2 separate regions of the Sus scrofa genome follow, and region 2 is linked to region 1. A link is a contact called in public promoter capture Hi-C data. All regions are on one chromosome and are shown on one strand. The core of a region is the stretch at or near the end of the contact, and the rest is flanking DNA. Distances in the headings are between cores, read along the strand shown. Region 1 holds the start of PCGF2 (polycomb group RING finger protein 2). Region 2 holds the start of KPNB1 (importin subunit beta-1).

The links. Promoter capture Hi-C pulls out the DNA fragments that hold promoters and counts their contacts.
Region 2: a promoter capture Hi-C map of liver shows a contact between it and region 1, with 3 times the contacts expected there. The contact joins the promoter of KPNB1 here to the promoter of PCGF2 in region 1. A contact is called at or near these places in 1 of 5 promoter capture datasets (liver) and 1 of 2 datasets of contacts at active chromatin or transcription factors (alveolar macrophages).

Annotation. Positions count from the first base shown.
Region 1 is chr12:23,360,873-23,364,639 of Sscrofa11.1, forward strand. PCGF2 (polycomb group RING finger protein 2) reads left to right here and starts at 1,759. Exons shown (of 10, transcript XM_021067066.1): 1 at 1,759-2,024.
Region 2 is chr12:23,913,486-23,917,035 of Sscrofa11.1, forward strand. KPNB1 (importin subunit beta-1) reads left to right here and starts at 2,298. Exons shown (of 22, transcript XM_003131528.6): 1 at 2,298-2,834; 2 at 2,937-2,995. The coding sequence starts at 2,795.

The DNA of each region.
Region 1 (3,767 bases), core at 509-3,008:
AAAAGCCCCTACATGTTTCTCTTGCCGGCCTGGATCTTCTAGCCGGAAAGGAGCGGCAAATGAGTCCTTGCTGTACTCCTCTTCCCGCAGGGTGAACGAAGAGGATACCTCCCCGGCAGAGTCCAGGATGCCTGCAGCACACTTGCCCCAGGGACCCGTGAGCATGCCCACGCCAAGAGCCCGCTTTCCATGAAGGGTGGCGGACTCCCGGTCTCGGCACCCAAGGACAAGGGAGCAGGTGACCGAATCCTCCCCTGGCCCTGTTCGGGCGGGTTCTCAGACCACCCGCTCTGGGCGGAAATCTCTCCCGTCCTTCCTCTCCCCCCACCCCGCCCCAACTCGCCGGGCGTGGGCCAAAGGCTGAAGCTGGGGTCACTGGGCGGCCAGGGTCCGCAGATTTCCTGGTCGCCAGCCAAAGGGTGAAAGCATTCAGTCCGGAGTCCCCAGCTTTGGATCTGCCTGGGCTGCGAGCGAGGAGGGTAGAAGGAGGAGGCAGGCGGTCCGATGCTTGTTCAAGATTCGTTTCCTAATTTCCTAACTCGAGCCACCCACCGCCAGTGAGCTTAATGGCGCTTCTGGACGGATAATCGAGCTCTTTGTAGCGACTGACATAAAGACCCTCCCTAATAAATTCTGAATAAGGAATAAGCGAATCGACAGTTGTAATGAAGCAGGCCCACTGTAGTCTCCAATAACATAGTACCAATCGGCTTCCCTGGCGCTGGCCTCTGCTGCTGCTCCCAGGTTTTCCAAGCTTCCCCTTCGTTCTCTCCTCCAGGCAGGAGCCACCGGAGACCGGAGCTCGAGCGCGAGGTGGAGCCCGGAGCGACGGTCGGAGTCGGCGAATACCAGCCGCCTTTGCGCTCACCGGGCTCCTCCCGCTGCCAGGGCGAGCGAGGCGCACCAACTATGCAAAGCGAGGAACGCGATCCGCGCGCGGGCGAAAAATGCGGGAATCAGTACCTAGCAGGAAAAAGCGCGGGCCCACTTCCGAGGCCCCGCGCCTCGTTTTCTAGTGCACTCGGATTCGGGCCTCTTGCCTTCAGCCCGTTATCGTGTCCCGGTCCCGGAGCCAGAGCTGTGCAGTCTTCTGTTTATCTCCCGGCCCGGGTTACCTTCCTTTCTTCGTCCAAGCACACCGGGGGCTCCAGCCTCCATCTCAGCAACCCGAGCCCCAGCCGCTAGACGTCCCCCCGCCTGAGGCCTCTGCCTCTGTCCCCGCCTCGTCGGTTTTCTCCCTCGGGGTGGGTCCCGGGCTCAGCGTTTTCGAGCGGGCCATCCGTCGCGGAGGGGACGTAGGGGGTGGGGAGGAGACGGTCGCCCTCACCCATGCAGTTATTAATTTCAAGGGAGTGTCACTTAGAGTGAATGAAAATAATCTGGACGCGTGGCCAGGGGCGTCGTGTCCCCAGCCCGAGCACCGTGCCTTTTGGTCGAGGCCGAGGCGTGGAGGACTGCAGAGCGAGCCACATTTCAGCCCAATCCTCATCTCACCATTTTCCAGGCGCCCCAGCTAGGGGCGAGGATCGCAGGGTCAGAGGGTGGGGGGCACCCACATTTTGAAGGCAGGGGTTGGTTGAGGCGGGTAACACAGAAGAGGAGTCATCCTCCAGGGTCAGGGGCAGATGGGGAAGGCTGAGGTCGTGTCCTAGTTTTGGGGGGCCCGGCACCCGGGGGTGGGGGGGCAGCCGCGGTAGCCTTACCCCCTCCTCCCCGCTCCGCAAACACCCTGAAGGAATGAGGTCACGTGGGTGAGTAGTGGGCGGGACCTACTCTAGTCGGGAGGAAAAAAGCCATTTTGTCTCCCCCCCCTTCCGAGCCCCAGTCCCTCCCCTCCCCCCTCCGTCCCCTCCCCTCCCCTCTCTCCCTCCCACCCCGAGCCGCTTTCACAAACTCCTTTCTTACCGTGTGTTTCTCCCCTCCCGCCGCCCGAGCGAGCGACACGGCTGCGGCCCCCCCTCCCCTCCCTTCCCTCCCTCCCTCCCATCCCCCCCTCCCCGGGACCCACCGGACCCTGAACCCAGGTAAGAGGACGCAGACTCCCCTCTCCTCTCCTTCTTCTCCCCGGTAACCATCTGCGGACTGGGACTCGGGGCCGGTCTCTCCTCCTTTGCAAACCCGGGTGGGGGAGGCTCTGAGCCGGGCCTGGTCTCTGGTCTCCGCCCCACCCCCGCCGGCCCCTCTCCTAGCTCGCCCCGTCCGCCTTTCTTTCTCCCGTTTTTCTCTCCCCTTTTCCTTTTCCTCCCTTCCAAGATGGCCGAAGTGGATTCCCCCTTTTAATGATTTGGCGTCTCCGTCGACCACCACCTCTTTGTGCCGCAGCCCCCCTAGACCCTGCACCCGAGGTAGCGAGGGGAAGGGTCCGAGGCAGCCACAGGGGCTTCGGGGCTCCGCGCTGGGGCGGATCTCAGCCCCTCCAGCCCTCCCCATGAGCCGGAGCAGCCCCTGGCTCTCCCCCACGACCCCTTTCTGGGGAGGGGGCCGTTCTCGGCTTCTTCCGTGGGCGCTGGGGCGTCGTGGACGCGCGAGGACTTGACGCGGGGAAGAAGGGGACGAGCTTTTCGATGGCTGCGGGGCCGGGGGAGGGCGCTCTTCCCCGCGGGGCTTCGGTCCTCTCGGCACCTCCCCCAGCTGGTCCCTTTCCCCCCCCCTCATCCCCGGACTAGGCGCCCCGCCCCCTCCCCCCGAACCACCTCGGAGGAGCCTCTTTCTCCGGAACACCCCTCCTTGGGCCCCGCCGAAAGTTTGGCTCTAGGGAAGGTAGGAGCGGCCACCCAGTAACTGGGGTCCCGGATCCTGTGACTTAGGCTCCTGGGGAAGCCGAGGTGGAGGGGTAGATGGGAGGTGGGGGAGATGTTTTCCATCGCCCGCAGAGGCCAGAGGGGTCTGGCGGACTGGCTCCTCTTCCACGCTGGGGCCCGGCTGCTCCCTCCCCTCCTAGGCCCTCCTGCTTCTAGTTCTGAGGGGCTGGGACCCCTGGGCCAGCAGACACCCCTGCCCCTCCTGTCTCCGCGGGGGGCCCAGGCACGCCTCTCCCCCACCCCCACTGCCCCCGTCTGCCCAGAATTGCTCCGGATGGCTTGAGGTAGGGAAAGAGGGGGGCCTGGGAATGGTGCATTTGCCTGTAAATATTGTGGAAGCGGTTCCTCGCGCTCCGCTCTGGTCTTTGTCTCTCAGAGAACCCCCACCCCCGCCGCGATGCCTCCGTCCCTCCAGGGCTCCGGGTCTGGGGTGGGGTTGGGAAGGGGGGTGTCTCCTGATTGTCTCCCGTTTCTTTCTGATGCCTCCTTTTCTGGGCCTCTTGCAGTTTGTTTCTGTTGCTGAAACTCTCATTTCTCTTCTTCCCGTCTCCACTCTGTTCCAAGGTGTCAGTACTTGGAGAAGGAGCATAAAGCCAGCTCTGTTGTAGCTTTTTTGGTGGGAGGTTTTTCCCGGGGCTTTCCTGGTTTGGAGTTGGGGGTAGAGGGCTTAGAGCTGTCTTTGGAAAGAGGCAGGAAACAGGGTTGAGGTGAGACTTGGGACTTGGGATCCAGATGGAGTGTGGCTGGGTGATGTTCAAGTTGAAGTCTTTGGTGGGGTGGGGGCGCGGCGCTGCTGTCTGCTGCTCCTGGTCTTGCCTGGGAGATCTTGGTTGATGGAGCTGTTGCCATGGGAATGGAGAGAACGTGAATAGGAAGAGGTTACATCTTTGTGCAGGTTGGATGCCCTCCCCACTCCTCCAGCCTCAGGCCCCCAGAGTGGAGGTTGGGAGCTGCACAGCCTTTGTT
Region 2 (3,550 bases), core at 1,048-3,547, 550 kb after region 1:
AGGACAATGTTGAGTGCTTCTGATAGGGACTAGATAGCACCCTCCTTAGTTCAACTAAAACATCAATTCAGTTGGGTTGTGGTAAGGATCTTAACGTTTGACTGGAACTTTGCTGCAAAACATTTACTTCCCAGCATTTTATTCCAACCACTTTTTTTTTTTTTTTTTTAAGGGCAGCACCTGAGGCATGTGTAAGATCCCAGGCTAGAGGTCGAATTGGAGCTGCAGCTGCCAGCCTACACCACAGCCACATGGGATCTGAGCCGCGTCTGCTACCTACACCACAGCTCACAGGAACACCGGATCCTTAACCCACTGAGTGAGGCCAGGGATCAAAGGTGCATCCTCATGCATGCTGGTCAGGTTCATAACTCGATGAGCCACAGTGCGGACTCCTATTCCAGCTACTTTAAAAATCCACTTGCCATCAATGGTAGTATCATGACTGATGGTGAGCAGAGGAGGTAGCTCAACAAATTGGTAAGAGGACAGGAGAAAGCTGTCTTGGAGTGAAACAGAACTGTGGAGCATTTGTAGTATGGGAAATCCTCATCAAGGCAATTCAGAGATTTTCAAGAATGTCATCTCACTTAAACTTGGTTGATTCGTAATAAAATCACACACAGAGGGCAGTTCTTCCTCAGCTGAAAGGTGAAGCAAAAGGCTGAGGTTTGGAGGACAGCTAAGTCATGGGAAATCAAGCAGGCACAGGACGAGCAAGGAATAGTGTCCCCACACTTGCAGCTTCAGAACTCAGATATTTCTTTTTTTTTTTTTTGGCTTTTTGTTATTTCTTTGGGCCGCTCCCGCGGCATATGGAGGTTCCCAAGCTAGGGGTCTAATCGGAGCTGTAGCCACTGGCCTATGCCAGAGCCACAGCAACGCGGGATCCGAGCCGCGTCTGCAACCTACACCACAGCTCACGGCAACGCCGGATCCTTAACCCACTGAGCAAGGGCAGGGACCGAACCCGCAACCTCATGGTTCCTAGTCGGATTCGTTAACCTCTGCACCACGACGGGAACTCCAGAACTCAGATATTTCTGATAGAGAAAAATGTCTTTTTTTCTTTTCTTTTCTTTCAAGGATTAAAGGTAGCTGGCCAGCCTTTCCTAATTTTTAGTTGGAACTTCACAGCAAGGCCAGAGTTGCTCTTAGGTTTTCCCAGTATGGCTAGAGTAGGGCAATTATTTCAGAAGCTCGAGCTAATGCAGAGAAGAGATCTGTCAGCTAGCTACATTCTATTAACCCTAGGTCAATATGGTGAAAATGTAACCATTCAGCAACTTCTTCACCTGGAGCCCATTCCCAATCTAAAGGGAAGTCCAGAAATTGTATGCACATTTTGCTAAGGAAAGGCTTTCATTAGTTTGTCTCAGGGCTTATAACTAAAAAAAGGCGATCTTTTAGGGCTGTACACACATTTTCTCTGGTACACGGTTGTGCCTTTATAGAAAAGGTACCTTCCAGGGTGAAACATTTCTATTCCTTCAAGTACCCGAGAGCTTATGGATGAGGGTTTAAGGGGAATCCAAGTGTCCACCCCACGTGTTACGTCTCACAACAGCACAGGCCTCAAACTATACATATGTCCAAAGGGACTGCTTTTGCATTCACCCCCTTGGAGGTGCTGCGTGTAAAAGCCACGGTAGTCTGGAGTGCTTGAGTCCAGTCCCAACCAGGCCACTAACTGGCTGAGTAACCTTGGACAAGTCGCATACCCTCTCTGGCCTTCAGTTTCCACATCTGCAAACTGGAAGTTGAACGGCATGGTCTTCAAGGTCCTTCCCAACCAAGAGTCTGGTACCAAGTAGGCCTAGCCATTAAAGCAGCTTCCTGTGGGTGCGGTGCAGTTTTAACGGTCCCCCCTCCCCCGCTCGAGCCCGCGAAACCCTCTTTAACACGCCCCTCCGAGTGACGGCGCTTCCCAACCTCAACCCGGACACGGCTCCGCCCCTTCCCGGGGGCGTCCCATCGTGCCCCGCGCTGGGCTTCTAAAGCAGTGGGGCACCTCCCGCCTTTCCGCGGCCCCGACCCCGAACTCTTCTCCCCAGTTCTCCCGGGTGCCCTATCCTATCAACGTCTAATAGCCCAGCCAATCACGCGGGCCTACAGTCTTACCTTCGGTCCACCCTCCTCTCGGCGCCCAGCCGGCCTGAGCTGAAGGCCTTTACCAGGCCAACCCAATCAGCGGCCGGCTCTGGCCTGCCCCACCCCAACCTCCCTCCCCTCGGCCAATCCACGCGCTCCATCCCACTGCCCGCCCAGCCAACCCGGGCCTTGAAACCAGCCGGCGAATGGGCGCAGGGCGGCCCTTCAATGCTAACCGCCTGGCCAATTGGGGATTCCGCGTGGCCACGGCAGTGGCCAATCGACATGGAGCGCGGTGCCGCCGCGGAGAGGTCCGGCCCGAATATCCCTCCGCCTTCCTCCCTCCCTCTCTCTCCCTCCCTGCGAGCCGCCGTTCACTTACCGCCTCCCTTCCCTTCTTTCTCCCTCCGCCACCCGAGCACCAGCCGCGCTCAAAGCTGCCCCCGGGGTCCCTCCCCCGCCGCCAGAGGAGCAGCTGCTGCCGCCGCCAGCAGCAAATTAGGAGGGAGGAAGGAAGGAAAGGAGGAAGGAAAGGGAGCTGGAGCGACTACCAAGAGGGAGCCAGTGAATGGGATTGTGGTGACCCCCGCCCCCCACCCCACCCTCCCTTCCCACCCGACCCCCAACCCCCATCCCCAGTTGGAGCCGCCGCCCGAGAGGCCGGACAGCAGTCTTAAGAGGAGTCGCCGCCACCACCTCCGCCATGGAGCTGATCACCATCCTCGAGAAGACCGTGTCTCCCGGTAGGACGCGGGGGCCGGGGGTCGGGCTGAGGTGATTGGGTGGGGGGAGGGGAAGCCCTGGCCCCTCTGACCTGTCCCTTTTCCCACTTTCCTTCCCCCCAGATCGGCTGGAACTGGAAGCGGCGCAGAAGTTCCTGGAGCGTGCGGCCGTGGAGAACCTGGTGCGTGCCACCCCGCCGTCCCCCATCCCGCCCGTCTCCCCATCCCCTGCGTGCGGGCCTTCCCGCCCTCCTGGAGGCCCAGGCCTCGGGAACCCACCCCGCCCCATCCCGTCCCCCTCCCCCTCCCCCGGTCCAACCTAACCCCTCCGTCGGGAAGCCGGTGGGTGTGTCCCGCCCCGGGCCCCGGCACCTGGCCAATGGCGCGGCGCGCCGGGGTGACTGCCGCCCAATCGCCGCGCGGCCTGAGGGCGGCGGTGCAGCAGGAGGGAGAAAGAGCGAGGGAAGGGAAGTTAGGTTGCGCGGCGCTGCGTGTTCAGCAAGGGTGGGGGTGGGGGAGCCGGGCCTAGGGGCCATGTGGAAGCTCCGAGCCCCGCTGCCCGTCCAGTTCGGACCCCGGCCTCCTCCTCCTTCCTGTCCTGTGACCCCTATGATTCTCTCCACCTACTTCCCAGAGCCCTACCCATTCCCTTCTCCCTTGGTCTGTGCTCCTGGCCAGGCCTGCACCCAAATCCCTTTTTACCCATTCCGGCAATGTTTTTCCCTTTCTTGACGGGT